3 separate regions of the Mus musculus genome follow, and all the other regions are linked to region 1. The links are chromatin contacts, called in public Hi-C and promoter capture Hi-C maps. All regions are on one chromosome and are shown on one strand. The core of a region is the stretch at or near the end of the contact, and the rest is flanking DNA. Distances in the headings are between cores, read along the strand shown.

What was found. Promoter capture Hi-C pulls out the DNA fragments that hold promoters and counts their contacts. A called contact is a pair of places that touch in the nucleus more often than the background predicts.
Region 2: a promoter capture Hi-C map of liver shows a contact between it and region 1, with 5 times the contacts expected there. The contact joins the promoter of Mylpf here to the promoter of Doc2a in region 1. A contact is called at or near these places in 18 of 39 promoter capture datasets (the C10 cell line, HPC-7-derived erythroid cells, the SN4741 cell line and 11 more), 1 of 15 datasets of contacts at CTCF or cohesin (embryonic stem cells), 5 of 484 Hi-C or Micro-C datasets (B cells, the G1E-ER4 cell line, bone marrow-derived macrophages and 1 more), 14 of 115 datasets of contacts at active chromatin or transcription factors (the 230-238 cell line, T-cell acute lymphoblastic leukemia, bone marrow-derived macrophages and 9 more) and 3 of 9 other capture datasets (adipose tissue, liver and pancreatic islet).
Region 3: a Hi-C map of bone marrow-derived macrophages shows a contact between it and region 1, with 25 read pairs. The contact joins the enhancer-like site here to the promoter of Doc2a in region 1. A contact is called at or near these places in 14 of 39 promoter capture datasets (the 3T3-L1 cell line, 3T3-L1-derived adipocytes, the C10 cell line and 9 more), 1 of 15 datasets of contacts at CTCF or cohesin (the NIH/3T3 cell line), 6 of 484 Hi-C or Micro-C datasets (bone marrow-derived macrophages, cerebral cortex, cumulus cells and 3 more), 7 of 115 datasets of contacts at active chromatin or transcription factors (craniofacial prominence, embryonic basal ganglia, embryonic hindbrain and 4 more) and 4 of 9 other capture datasets (adipose tissue, embryonic stem cells, liver and 1 more).

What each region holds. Positions count from the first base shown.
Region 1 is chr7:126,844,891-126,849,547 of GRCm38.p6, reverse strand. Doc2a (double C2, alpha) reads right to left here and starts at 1,995. Exons shown (of 11, transcript NM_010069.1): 1 at 1,516-1,995; 2 at 686-1,133; 3 at 249-328; 4 at 1-66. The coding sequence starts at 962.
Region 2 is chr7:127,209,371-127,214,027 of GRCm38.p6, reverse strand. It overlaps Mylpf (myosin light chain, phosphorylatable, fast skeletal muscle), which reads right to left and starts at 2,420. Exons shown (of 7, transcript NM_016754.5): 1 at 2,265-2,420; 2 at 1,075-1,167; 3 at 788-863; 4 at 506-610; 5 at 340-418; 6 at 45-93. The coding sequence starts at 2,267. It also overlaps a transcript of Septin1 not described here.
Region 3 is chr7:127,163,858-127,168,514 of GRCm38.p6, reverse strand. No RefSeq gene overlaps it. Among named protein-coding and RNA genes, the nearest start is that of Spn, 28 kb to the right of the region's middle. Within about 2 kb of position 2,749, at least 24 of the 459 cell types and tissues checked have an H3K27ac peak or open chromatin away from gene starts, as enhancers often do. A contact at or near this core is called in bone marrow-derived macrophages and group 2 innate lymphoid cells, where this site is marked.

The DNA.
Region 1 (4,657 bases), core at 746-3,245:
TCCTGGCAGGAGGTGAAGCTTTACATAGGGGTCAGCCAGGCCATTGAAATCCATGGGCTTGAGGCCCTGGAGGACAGGATGCAAAGGGGACTTTAGACCCCCAAGCCTTTCTCCCGCCTCCTGCAGGACTAGATTCCCCACAGAGTACAGTTCCAGAGATGCAGAAGGAGCAGGAAGGAGTACCTCTGATTGGGGGGAAGATGGAACCTCTCCCCAAGGGTGACAGCCTAGGAAGGAGGGATACACACCTTGGCCCTGAGGATTCTACAGTGCAGCATGCAGGAAGCCTGATCATAGAGAAGGTCAAATTCCAGTGTGCCCAGGGCGGCTGCAGAAAAAGGGCAAGGAGAGAGAGAGAAGGTAGTATGAGTCTTTGGTCCAGGTCAAGGTGTGAGACCTGGTGGCTAAAAGGATGTGTCCACATCTCTGCTGGCCTGCCAGTGTATGTGCAGGAGGCTGAGCAGCCATGTGCATGCCTGCGTCTAGGTCCCTGGCTCGGCCGCAACTGTCTGTGTGGGTGGTGGAGTGTCTCAGCAGAAATATTGAATATTGAGCCTTGCTGAAGCTGTAATCTGCACCCAGACTGCAGCTGTGGTGGCGGGACTGCCCTCCCTCCTCCCCATCCTCCACGCACACATTCAGGAGGCTGCTCTCTCCCACAAGCTCACTGAGCCCCCAGACTCACTGGTATCATCCGAGTCGTAGCTGTCTACCTCAGCTCCATCGTCGGGTGTAGTGGCCCCAAGGAGAGCCGCAGGGGGGGCCAGAGCCAGAGGGGCCAGATGAGCTGGGGCTTCCCCGCAGCCCGTGCCACCGCCGCCGCCGCCACCCTCTGGTCCTGGCCCCCTGCGAGGGAAGTAGTCGGAGATCTGGCGGATGGGCCTGATGGGTCCAGGGCACACGTTGATGGCCATGTGCTCCTGGATGTTGATGGTCATGCGATCGCCCCTGCGGCCCCTCATGCAGCACCTCTGACTGGGAGACGGGTGTAGAGCTGGAGTGGCCGGCTGGGGTCTGTAGGAACCTCACTGCCCTCCCTTCCTGGGTGTCGAGGGAAAAGATGATCTGCGCTGGCTGGTGGGCAGGCAGGAGGCCTGGCTTCACAAAGGGCTGGGTGGGTTGCCAGATCAGTCCTAAAGCAGACAGGTCGTGACTCCCCCTTAACCCTGCTCACTACCTGCACATTGTCCCTCTGTCACCTTTCCAGGGTTTTCCTCTCATCCTGGGCTCTCCCTCTGTCCCCATCCCCTCAAGTCCTCCAGGGACCCCACAGCTTCCCTCCTTTGCTGCTTGCTCTGAAGCTCTGGCCATCTTCTGCACCAGGCGCGGGGCTGGCCAGGGTGTCACCCACCCCTCTAGGCTTCTCTTCACTCAGCCCAAGCTTCTGCCTGCCTGCCTGCCTGCCTGCCTATCCCTAACCCGGGTCATCCGTTCTCCCAAGGTAGGGACCCCCTGCCTCGTTTTCTCCGCCTCTCACCCTCACCCGCGCTCCCCTGGCCAGTCCAGCCCCCGCACCTGTCCCTGAGCCTCCAACAGGTGCCCGGCACGGGCGGCCCGTGGGCGCAGGCTGGGCGGCGGCGGCGACTGCGGCGCGGCGGGCGAGGACCGAGCGAGAAGCGGCGCGGGGCGGGAGTGGCGGGAGCTGCTGCGGGCGGCCGGGAGGGGCGCGGGGCGCAGAGGGCCAGACACGGGCCCCAGAACGCACGCGAGTGCACACTCGACACGTGTGCTCGTGCTCACGCCCGCCCGTGAGCCTTGGGCCAGCTCACACGCGTGCACACTCACCCGAGAACTTGGCGTGCACCTCCGCGAGAGGCGCCCGGTGTTCCCCAGCTCCTCCCGGGAGACCCAGGCCCCCGCCCCGCCGCGCAGCCCTGGCGCCTCCCGCTGCCCCGCCTCTCGCCTTCGCTGGCTCCCAGGGCTCCAGGGCCCGACCACCCGGCCTGGTTGCCATAGCGACGCTGGTTTCCACTCACACCCCCATCCTAGAAAGCACCAGAGGGGAAAGGAAAGGGCAGCTGTCCTACCCCTGGGTGTCCGTGGGTGTGGCTTAGAGATCCGCAGTGACCTAGGGACCCGCCGGCGAAAGAGGAGAGACCTGCTCCTGCCGCTCTGGGGAACCACATTCGGAAGAAGACTGGCTTTCCCATCCCTCCTTCCATCTTGTGATTCAACTCAGCCCTTAGAACCTAGGTCTCTTTATCAGACCCACATCTCCCACCACCCTCTGTCATCTCCAGTTCTGTCCCTCGAACCTTCAGTTACCACGAACTGCCTCCTGCCTCTCGCCACTAGCCTTCTGTCTTGTTTTTTAAATATCTTAATGGGCATTAGCCAGATGGGAAGCTTGGGTTGGCCTTGAACTCCTGACTCTCCTACCTCACTGGGATTACAGGCTGTGTGCTAACAGGAGGCTTCAACCCTAACCTTTGATTTTCTTGCGTCCTGAACTTACCTCCTGGAAAGACCAAATCCTCAGAGAGGCCCTTCAAGCCAAGAATCCCCTGGCCACAGCTGGCAAGTAACCTTCAGTTTCAGAGCATTGCCGCCACCTCTAGGATCCTTTGCTCCTGAAAACTGCCTTCCGGGTCATTACAGTCACCTGATCCTAGCAGTCTTCTGGAGTGCACACACACACACTCACACACACACACACACACACACACACACACACACACACTTATATCTCTCTATATTCCTCTATCCATAACCCTTAGACTCAGCTCTGATGACAGTTTAAATCTCCCTGTTTACAGCCGGGGAGTTGCGGCAGAGAACAGGGGCTGATTCATCTCGGACCGGCCTGACACTAAGTCAGCCTCACTAAATATTGGGACTCAACAGAGAAATTCTTCTGCCCAACATGTGACTATGCTTAATACTGACTAACTGTACACTTGAACATTGTCCAGGCCTGCGGCCCCTGGTACAGTGTATGATCCCTAACACCAAATAAAAAAGATAACATGGGCTGGGCATAGTGGCACACAATTTTAATCCCAGAACTCGGGAGGCAGAAGCAGGCGGATCTCTGAGTTCGATACCAGCCTGGTCTACAGAGTGAGTTCCAGAACAGCCAGGGCTACACAGAGAAACTGTCTCTGGAAAAAAAAAAGAAAGAAAGAAAAAGAAAAGATAACATGGTAGTCGTTACATGTAAATTTTACATGTTTGTATTTTAAAACTTTTTTAAAAGAATACTATAAAGTCACATTATATAACACAATACCAGTCACCTATGAAATGGGCAAAATTCAAGTCTCAGCACTCTTAACTTACTAATTAAATGAGTTAATGGCACTGCTGGTGCAACTGGTCTGACACTGGATCACAAATACACATGCTCTTTGGAACTCCAGCTCCGACCTTATCCTAGCAATATACCCAGCAATATACACAATAATAGTTCAAGATTCTTACCTACAACTTTTTTTTTTTTTGAGATAGGGTATCTCAGTATAGTCCTGGTTGTTCTGGAACTCACCGTGCTTTTAGACCAGGCTGACCTCGAACTCAGATCCACCTGTCTCTGCCTCCCGAGTCCTAGTATTAAAGCCATGCACCACCACCAACTGGCTTACCTACAACTGCTAAAAAGAAAACAAATGAAATGTTCATGAATGGGAGGCTGGTTAAATCAGCTATGACATAATTTCCCATATCAAAATAGTATATAGCCATGAAAAATGAGGCTTCTGAGATACACACACACACAGTTGTCTTCATCTTCTCTCTTTCGCTTAAACCAAGATGCAGAGTGCATAGCAGCCCATGGGAATGCTGCTGTTTGAATGAGGGGAAGACCTCACACATGTTTAATTGTTCATGTATTATTTCCAGAAGACTGCACAAGAAAATGGTAACTATGGTGACCGCTAAAGAGTGAGGTTGCTGTGGAACAGGGAAGGGCAAGCATAGGAAAGATTTGGCCTCCAACATACAACTTTCTGTATGGTTTTTCCTTTGAGATGGGGCCTCACTATGTAACCCTGGCTGGCCTGGAACTCACTGTGTAAACCAGGCTGCCATCAGAGATCTGTGTGCCTCTGACCGTAGGTACTGGGAATAAAGGTGTGAGCCATCGCATCCGCATGCTTCTGAATTGTGCCATGTGTCTGTACCCCTTCCAAAGAGCACACTCAAATCACAAACATTTGAGGGTGTGAGGTGACTCAGATGGTAATGGCACTCGACACACAAACCTGAGTTTGCTTCTAGGACATAACATGGTAGAAGGAAGGAGCGAATTCCTACAAGTTGTCTTCTGGCTTCTACATGTGGGACATGGGAAACACTTACACAAATCAATAAATATTGAAAAGGATTACAGTCATCTTTGTGTGTAAGACCAGACTCGGCCTTGTGTCGACAAAGTATGCATCCTTCATAGCTCTCCAGGGTCATGAAGGAAGAAGCCACGCCTGCTGGCCCATGCCTGCAATCCCAGTACCTGGGAGGTGTAGACAGAAAGTTTGTCCATGAGTTCCAGGCCACGGTCTATGTAGTACGTTCCAGACTAGCTAGCACTACAGAGCAAAGGTGCAGTTGGCCTGGACACAGGGACCAAAGGAAAGTGGTTGTGTGATTAATGAATCCTCCAATGCTGTCTTCTCACTATGGACATCTTGGACTCATCCCAGCATGCCTTGCAAAGCCT
Region 2 (4,657 bases), core at 1,171-3,670, 360 kb before region 1:
CTCCACTCGGAGTCCTCTTCCTTCCCGGGCTCTCCCCAACTCACCTCCTCCTGGGAAAATCGGTCGCACTGCGTGGTAAGCAGCTCCTCCAAGCTGAGAAGGACATTCGGGGAGGTGAGATTGGATTCATGAGTACGGTCCCCTCTCATTTCATTCCTGTTCCCACCAACCGTTCCTGAAACATGTCTGGCGCATCTCCCAAGTACTGTCTAGAATTTCTTCCCTTAGTTATTATAAAAATGTCACCCAGTCCTTACTGCTCATGCATTCTGTCAACCTGTCACCCCTAAGCAGGGATTTTTGGAAAAGACAGTAGAGCCACTAGAGGGAGCCACTCACAACTGCTTTTTGATGGTGCCCTTCCCTTCTGGGTCCAGGACCTTGAAGGCTCCAGTGATCACATCCTCCGGGTCCGCACCTGCAGGGACAGAGGACACGAGTCTAGCGCGTCCCCAAAGGTCTGGAAAGAGCAACCAGGGTCTTGGGTGGAGAACCTTTTACTCACCCTTAAGCTTTTCCCCAAACATGGTCAGGAAGACAGTGAAGTTGATGGGCCCACTGGCTTCCTTCATCATAGCGTCGAGTTCCTCATTCTTCACATTGAGACGGCCTGAATGGGGTGAGCGTTAGGGGTTGGAGTTGGGTGTTGGGGACCAGAGGTGTGCTTCTCATAAGCTTATATTAGCTCATTCATTTTTTTCATCTGGGCAGATTAAGGCCTGAAGCCACTGGATTCCCCTCCAACTCCATAGCTTTCAACATTTATAGATAGGAGTAGGGGCCTCACCCATGGCTGCAAAGGTGTCCCGAAGATCCTCTTTGTCGATAATGCCATCCCTGTTCTGATCAATTACAGTGAACGCCTGTGGAGGGGTAGGGGTGAGGACAGATGAAACCAGGAATTGGCCCAAGGCAGATCAGATTCTGGCCCTGAGCCAGCTGTCCCCCTCCACCCTTTGAAGGGAGGGGAAGGATTCTCCTCCTCCCTCAACAGGTGCACTTTCTGGGAAGGAGGGGTAGGGAGGAGGGTGGGGAGGAGGGTTGGGGAGGCTTTCCTTAGCCTCCCACTCTCACCTCCTTGAACTCCTGGATCTGAGTCTGGTCAAACATGGAGAAGACGTTGGAGCTCCCTTCCGCTCCTGCCCTTCTCTTGGCCTTCTTGGGTGCCTGTGAGGGTAAAGGTTGAACAGGGGAGTTACAGGCCAGTTCCTGTACCTCTCTCCTGGGAGCAGCAAACCAGACTTTTGTTTCTGTTAAGGACAGGGTCTCATGGAGCCCTCAGACTTGCTACTTAACAGAGGATGACCTTGGCCTGCTCACCGTGCCTCCGTCTCTAACCTTGACCGTGCGAGTTCCAGGGTTAGCGTCACGAGCAGCACATCCTATTTTATTTGGTTGCTTGTGCATGCTAGGCAGGCTACATCCTCAACCCCAACCCTGTCCCTCCCCACCCCCACCCTGAGACGTGGTCTCATGATTTAGCCCTGGGGCCTATTCTATAGACCCAGTCTTCCTTTCCTTGAACCCAGGAGATCTGCCTGCTTCTTCCTGCTGAGAATAAAGATATTCATCACCACACCCAGATTCTCCTCCTCTTTTCTTTTTGTTTTTCTTTTTTAGACTGGTCTCACTGCATAACTCAGGCTGGCCTTGAACTCCTGGACTCCTGGATTCCTACCTCTTCAGGCTTTAAAGCAGTTGAAATTACAGGCATACCCATTATGCCTGATCAGATTCAGATTCGGAGTTCTTTGAGTCCATTTTTATAGAATAACTCTTCTTTTTCTTGGCACCTCTTGGCTAAGGGGCCTCATTTTGGCTGTGTGTCTTAATTCCCAACTATAGCTCCCAGATCACTTCATCCTGACTGACAAGTGCCCTTCTCAGAATCCTCTGCCTGCCAACTTGGCGTCCATACTTGCTAGCTTAATCTACTCACTGGCCCTATCTGAACCTCTAGTTCCCACTTACAAAATGCAAGCAGGATCATCTCATTCGTCTGAGGACTTTAGGAAATGATAGAAAGGGGTGGAACAGACTTTGAACAGGTCTACCCCTACCCCTAGACATCATGGTTAGATATCTGAGCATATTATCCTTGACTGAACCTTTCAGCCCATCACTCTCCTCTGGCCCCATTCTGGTGCTAAGAGAGAGGGTTCATATTTTGCCTGTAGTTGGAATGAGAAGCAGCACCCTTTTTTTTTTTTTGAAGGGTAGGGCTATCCTGAGCTAATGCTAGGTTGGGAGGAATCTTCACTCACCATGTCTTAGATCTCCTGGGGGCAAGGCAGTAGCTCCAGATGGAAAAAGGAAGAGAATCTGCTTGGAGCAGTTCTTCTGGGGTTATATAGTCCTGCCCCGGCAGCCCTTAACATACCGTGGTAACCTTAGCCCTGTGGATACCCACCCCAGATACTAAAATAGCCCAGCTCAGGGGCCTCTCCTTTCTTGGAGGCCTGCAGCAGCTGGAGCCCAGGAAGGGAGGGGGAGGAGGCCTTGGGATGCAAGTCTCGTTAGGACCTAGGTAGGAAGGGATGTTCTTTCTCCCAAAGGGGGACTGCAGTGTGCCAGGATTCAGAGGGGCTCAGGGAAGCCCACAGTTCTGGAAGAGATGAACTAGACTTTTGAGCCCCTGAGTGGGGTGGGCACAGATCTAAACTCAGTAAGCATTTTGTGCCAATAGACAGTATGCTTGGTTTTGTGGGTTCACTTTAGCAAGCAAGCAGGCAAGTAAGCAAATGACAACAGCAAAACTCAGCAGGAAGCTAAGGAAGTGAGTGAGGTGAGGACCAGTGAGCAGACCGCAGGGCACATGGGCAAAGGCCAGCACAGTGAAAGTCAGCTGTTAGGATTGCCAGAATCAGGATGGGGCTTGATGTTAAGGTTGGTGACCAAATGCTGTGGGGTTTGCAACAACAAGCAGAGACATCATCGGTGCACTTGAAAAGAAAGGATTGAAGCAAGAGAGGTTTAGGCTTTTTTTTTTTTTTTTTTTTGGTTTTTTTGAGACAGGGTTTCTCTATATAGTCCTGGCTGTCCTGGAACTCACTCTGTACACCAGGCTGGCCTTGAACTCAGAAATCCACCTGCCTCTGCCTCCCAAGTGCTGGGATTAAAGGCGTGCGCCACCACGCCCTGCAAGGTTTAGGCTTCTTGCTGGACCTCAGAGAAAACACAGAGGCCCCAGCCATCCTCTCCCAGGTAGCATAACCAGTATCTTTTCCTTTCTGGGAAAATGCTAGCTTGGCTGATGTTGTGACTTTCATAATGTTCTGGGCCTCAGTGGCCCATACTGATCCATGCAGTGGGAATCTAGGGAAACCGCAGTATAGGAACCCCAGGCTGGCAATGGTACGCATCTCCTCCTGCTCCCTTTAGGACCTGATGTCCTGAGGAATGTGTTCCCTCCCTTGCCCTCCTCCAGTCCATGCCAATGCCACTAAGACATTTTCTTTTCTGGGCACTGGGGCCCAGCCACCTGTTGTCTCTAAGAAGAGAGAAGGAGCCACCCTAAACTTAGCAGCTGCCCTTGGCCTTCGCACAGCCCCTCCCGGCTTTAGTTGGCAGCTGTTTTGCCTTATATGGGTACCACATATGGGTACCACGGAGGGGGCTACGTCATGCAGGAGCCCACTCATTAGTGCATTCTGGGAGGTGAGAAAGACTCCAAAAAGGGAATGGGATTTGTGGACTTCTCAGTAAACTTGAATCAAAGGGGAAGATGGAGAAGTTATGAAAAGAAGATCTGACAGGTCCTCACCGGGTCCGGGTCAGAGCTGGAAGCGGGAAAGTAAGCTGACAAGACTAAGGAGCTTCAAAAGACAGAAAGGGATAGGGACATTGAGAGCTAGGTCTCACTAGGATTTTGAGAGTGGCCTTATGGATTTGGTAGTCCACTCATCCTGGGGCTCAAGAGAATGAGAACAGAGGAAGCAGTGTTTAGAAGTGGGAAGGTTCCTGGTTCAGCGGTGGCCTTTAGTCTCAGAACTCAGGAGACAGAGGCAGGCGGATCTCTGAGTTTGAGGCCAGCATGGTCTTCAGAGTGAGTTCCAGGACAGACGTGCAGGGCCACACAGAGACACTGTCTTGAAAATAAATAAATAAATAAATAAATAAAAAACAAAACAAAAAAAGAAGAATCTGGAAGGTTAGAACTCATAACGTCAGGTCTTGTAGTTAGTAGCTAATGAGTACTAAGAGAAGTGGATAACAATACGGCTTGGTTCTTGAATCCTTCAAAGAGGAGGGTTCATGGTATTGAGGATTCATGGATTTGGGTTCTGAGATGGGACCTCCACCCACAAGCCGGGAGAGTGAAGTAGTGCTCAGAGGATATGGGTTTCAGAAATTGCAGTGTTTGCGGCGGCGGGGTGGAGGTGGGGGGGGGGGGAGAAGCTGAGTTTGTACATGAGAACTTAGAGAAACCTGGTCTGAGTTCCTGCCTGAAATAGGGAATTGAGAGATGAGTCTTTCAGAGGACTGACTATAGTCTAACTAGACACATCGAGGTAGAGAGTACTGATGAGGGCACTGGGTTTGTGGTGCAGCTCAGGAGTTGAATGAACAGGGGCTCTTTTGGAAACCCAAGAAGGCCAGCGCGGCACTCTTATTGGCTAGGAGCCGCACCGATGCTCCAGGCTCTTCTCAGTGATGT
Region 3 (4,657 bases), core at 1,500-3,999, 320 kb before region 1:
GCACAAGCATATGAGTTCCATCCCCAGAACCAAGTAAGCAAAACTGAGCCTGGAGGCTCGAGAGATGGCTTGGTGTTTAAAACATGGGACCGCCGGGCGTGGTGGCGCACGCCTTTAATCCCAACACTCGGGAGGCAGAGGCAGGCGGATTTCTGAGTTCGAGGCCAGCCTGGTCTACAAAGTGAGTTCCAGGACAGCCAGGGCTATACAGAGAAACCCTGTCTCGAAAAACCAAAAACAAAAAAAAACCCCAAAAAAACATGGGACCAAGTTCAGTCTTAGCACCACACCAAGTGCCGCACAACTGCCTATCACTCGAGCTCCCAGAGATCTTATGCCCTTTTCTGCCTTCACACACACACACACACACACACACACACACACACAGAGAGAGAGAGAGAGAGAGAGAGAGAGAGAGAGAGAGAGAGAGAGAGATACAAACATACAGACACACAGATGTACAAGACACACACACACACAGAATTAATTAAGCAACCAGAAAAACATACACATACTTATACACACATGCATACACTCATGCACATATGCTCAGAATTAGAACCATCTATAATGGGATCTGATGCACACACACACACACACACACACACACATGCACAGAGAGAATCAGTGAAAGCAACCAGAAACTTAAGGGAAAAAGAAATGATGAAATCCCAAATCATAGAACCTACGGGTTTTCCAGCCCTGACCCTGACAGGCCAGCAGAGGCCCCTGCCTTTCCCTTCCCTGAGAAGGAGATCCTACCAGGGAAAGATACCTAAAGGATGCTGCCTGTCCTCGAGGCTCGAGGTTCGTCCTCCCCTGGCCTCATTCCCCAAGCATTACACAGGATCCCAAGGTGAAATAAAGGCCCTGGGCTCTGACCTGGAGCACTGAGCCCTCTGAGTCCTGATATGGAGACCCTTACTGCCTGCTCAGGGGCAGCTCATGATGGCTGGCTGCAGGGACCCTGGATGCCAAACTCAACCAGGAAAAATGCTTTGTGAGTTTATTTTTTGTTTGAAACAGGGTCTCACTATGTAGCCCTCCCCACCCTGGAACTTGCTATGTAGACCAGGACAATTTTATTTTATTTTATTTATTTTTTTACCAGAACAATTTTAAACCCACAGAGATCTACCTGCCTCTGCCTCTCCAGGGCTGGGATCACAGACACGCACCACCACCACAGCAGTGGTATTTTACAGAAACAGAAACTTCATAGATCAGTTTTTCTGTTGTGGAATATTAGCAACTGGAAAATAGAATTCCAAGAGCCTCAGTATACAGACAAATGCCCAGCAACAAGCCAATAGGCAGAGCTGGGTCAAATCCTGGTTGTTCTATTGCTGTGATAAACAGCATGACTAAAAACATCGTGGGAAGGAAAAGGATCATTTCATGCAGTCTACCCTGAGGGAAGTCAGGGCAGGAACTCAAGGCAGGAACTGGAGTAGAGGTTGGGGGGTGGGGGGAAGCAGGGAGATGGCTGCTGCTTACTGGCTTGCTCTGCATAGCTTGCTCAGTCTGCTTTCTTCTGGAACCCAGTCTCCCTTGTTCAGGGGTAGCACCACCCACAGGAGGATGGGCCATTCCAGAACAATCTTTAATCAAGAAAGTGCCCTACTGGGAGGATGGACAGAATAAAAGAGATGAAATTCTCTGCAGCAGGGGGATCAGCCTAGCAAGGACTGAACACTGACAGCTCCCTAGATGCTCTTTATTGTTACCTAAAAGGCACCTTATCAAGTCAATTTCCACATACCAAAACTTCTTATCTGATCTCCCGGTTGTCTTGAAAGACCCGCCACCTAAGCAATTCTCAGTCACTCCACACTTCCTGGTTTGTCAGGCATGCCCCTAGACTAAGTTATGCAAAGGCTCTGAGAATAGTTCAAAAGAACAACCTTATAAAGTCCCAGATGATAATTACCAACAAAAGGCTACTTCAAAGCTTACACGCGCCATCACTCCAGATTCATGTGCAATACGAGAATTCTAAAATCCTGTCACAGATATGCCTACAGTCTAAAGGAGGTATTTTCTCAATTGAGGTTCCTTTTTCCAGAAAACTCTAGCCTGTGTCAAGTTGATACAAAACTAACCAGGCCCCAAGGCTGCTAGGCATTTGGAGAAGGCAAACCCCTTCGTCTGTGACAGTTGTGACAATGTGACAGTGCAGATAGCTCTTGGACACAGGCTTCCCTCCCTGTCCATTTACCCAGTAGCTGGATTGCTGGATCAAATGGTTCTGTTTGCTTTTCGTGGTTTTGGTTTTGGACAATGTCACACGTGGTTTCTCGTATCTCACATGAATCTGGAGTGATGGCGCGTGTAAGCTTTGAAGTAGCCTTTCGTTGGTAATTATCATCTGGGACTTTATAAGGTTGTTCTTTTGAACTATTCTCAGAGCCTTTGCATAACTTAGTCTGGGGACATGCCTGACAAGCCAGGAAGTGTGGGGTGACTGAGAATTGCCTAGGTGATGGCTCTTTCATGACTGTACTGGAACTTTCCATGTAAGCTAGGCCAGGCTGGCTTTGAACGCCCCCCCCCCTTCTTCTCCAGTGCTGGGGTTGCAGGTGTGTGCCGCTGTGCCTGACTCTCATTTCATATCATTTCAGCGTTATGATATCCCAAGACCTTTCAAACGATACTTCTCTTTTTCTCTAGGGATTAAACCCTCTCATGTGATGCACATTGTCTGCCATGGAGCTACTTCCCAGCCCGGTTTCTAGCATTTTGAGGAACCTTTGTACTGTTTTCCATAATGGTTATACTAATTTGCATTCTCACCAAGAATGTCTGAGTGTTCCCTTCTCCTCCTCCTCTCAAGCACTTCTTGTTGCTGTTAGCTTTGCTTTTTGAAGCACAGGGTCTCAATTTATAGCCCAGGCTGGCCTCAAACCTGTGGGTTTCCTGCCTCAGCCTCTTGGGTGATAGGATTAAACATACAAGCCACCAAACCTAACTCCTGGTTTTCTTTGCTAGTTTCTTTATTTTTTTGAGATAGGGTTTTTCTGTGTTACATCCTTTTCTGTGTTACATACTTTCTGTGTAGACCATGCTGGCCTCAAACTCACAGAGATCCTCCTGCCTCTACCTCCCGGAATTGCTGGGATAGAAGGCATGCACCATTACACCCAGCTTCTAATTCCATATTTTAAAAGGTTTTATTTTTTTGTATATGTGTGTGTGTCTGTGTGCAGGTATGTATATGCACGTAAGTGGAGGCAAAGATCAACCTTGTGTTAGACGGGGTCTCTCACTAGGCCCTGGACCTGGCTGTTGAGTGAGCCCCAGGGACTCCCCTGCAGTCAGCTCCCCAGAACTGAGATTATGAGCAACACCAGTGCTCCCAGATGTTTTGTGACTTTGGTTGCATGAGCCCACATACCTGCGTCCTTTTGAGAAATGTCTACTCACAAGAGCCTCTCATTCTTTAGCTTGTTTTCTACTGTTTTATTGTTTGAATATCTGGTCTACCTATCTTTTCTATCTGATGGGTAGTTTGCCCCCCCCCCTTTTTTTGTCTCACTTTGTAACCCAGGCTTCCCTGAATCTACCAGGCTGGCCTCAAACTCTTGATCCTCCTATCTCAGTCTCTTAATGCTGGATTACAAATATATCCCACCATACCCTATATATATATTTTTTCACTTTCTTTGTTCTAAACATTGCACATGGGGACTGTAAAGGCTAATCCCATTTGCCCAAGGACAGGTAACTCCCTGGGCTGCTGTTCACGTCAGATAACAAGGCCTGTGTTTTCCCTTCAGTACACAAGCTTGGTTGCCCATGCTGCACAGGAAGACCTTGATCGCCAGTAGGCAGAAGACACATGGGCAGGAAGTAGTACATCAGGATGTATGGAAGCAGAAAGTACCAGAGCCTGTGGGTTTGACCTTTGTAGGCACCCGTCTGACCTAATTGGGGGCCAATCTTCATGGATCCTGGGTATGGATCTGGCCAGGGTCCATTGTCCTAGCCAGTATTACATAAAGCTTGCTTTAATAGGTCAGTTGTCGATTTGGTCTTTCTCTTAGAAATTTTCAGCTTTAACACTCCCTGCATGCTAGCATGTGCACAGGGACGCAGCTGCTGGGGTTGTTTCTCACTTTCTCCTGCAGCTTGCAGTTGGAGTGGAGACATGTCACTGGCTTGTTCATGCTGACTTAGCGCCTGCTACATGATGCCATTCATTTACCAATCCTAACATTTTTGGTGGAGTCTTTTTGGTTTTTCTAGAGACAGCCATTTGCAAGCAAAATATACTTCCTCTTTCCCTATGGGGTGCCCCCTTTTTTTTTCTCTTGCCTAACTGGTCTGGCTAGAACACCCAGTGCTATGCTGAGTTAAGGTGGTGGAGTTGGCAACTTCTTATGCCAGAGCTCCGAGCTCTCCTCTCCTCTTGTCCTCATTTTTGAAGCTAGCTGTGGGTTTGACTTGTGTGGCGTTTACTGTGTCAAAGAACCAGACCTTCTTCACACGGTTCTCTTTTATCTGAGTGTAAGACCTCGACCCCGACCTTCAGTCAGTGGTCCTTACTTCGAGATGCCCCTGTGTGAGACACAGAGATGCAGATCGATGTGAAAGCAAGAGGTTTATTTCCTTGGCATGTCGGGTCGACCTTCAATTAGCCCCTCAAGGTGAGTTACTA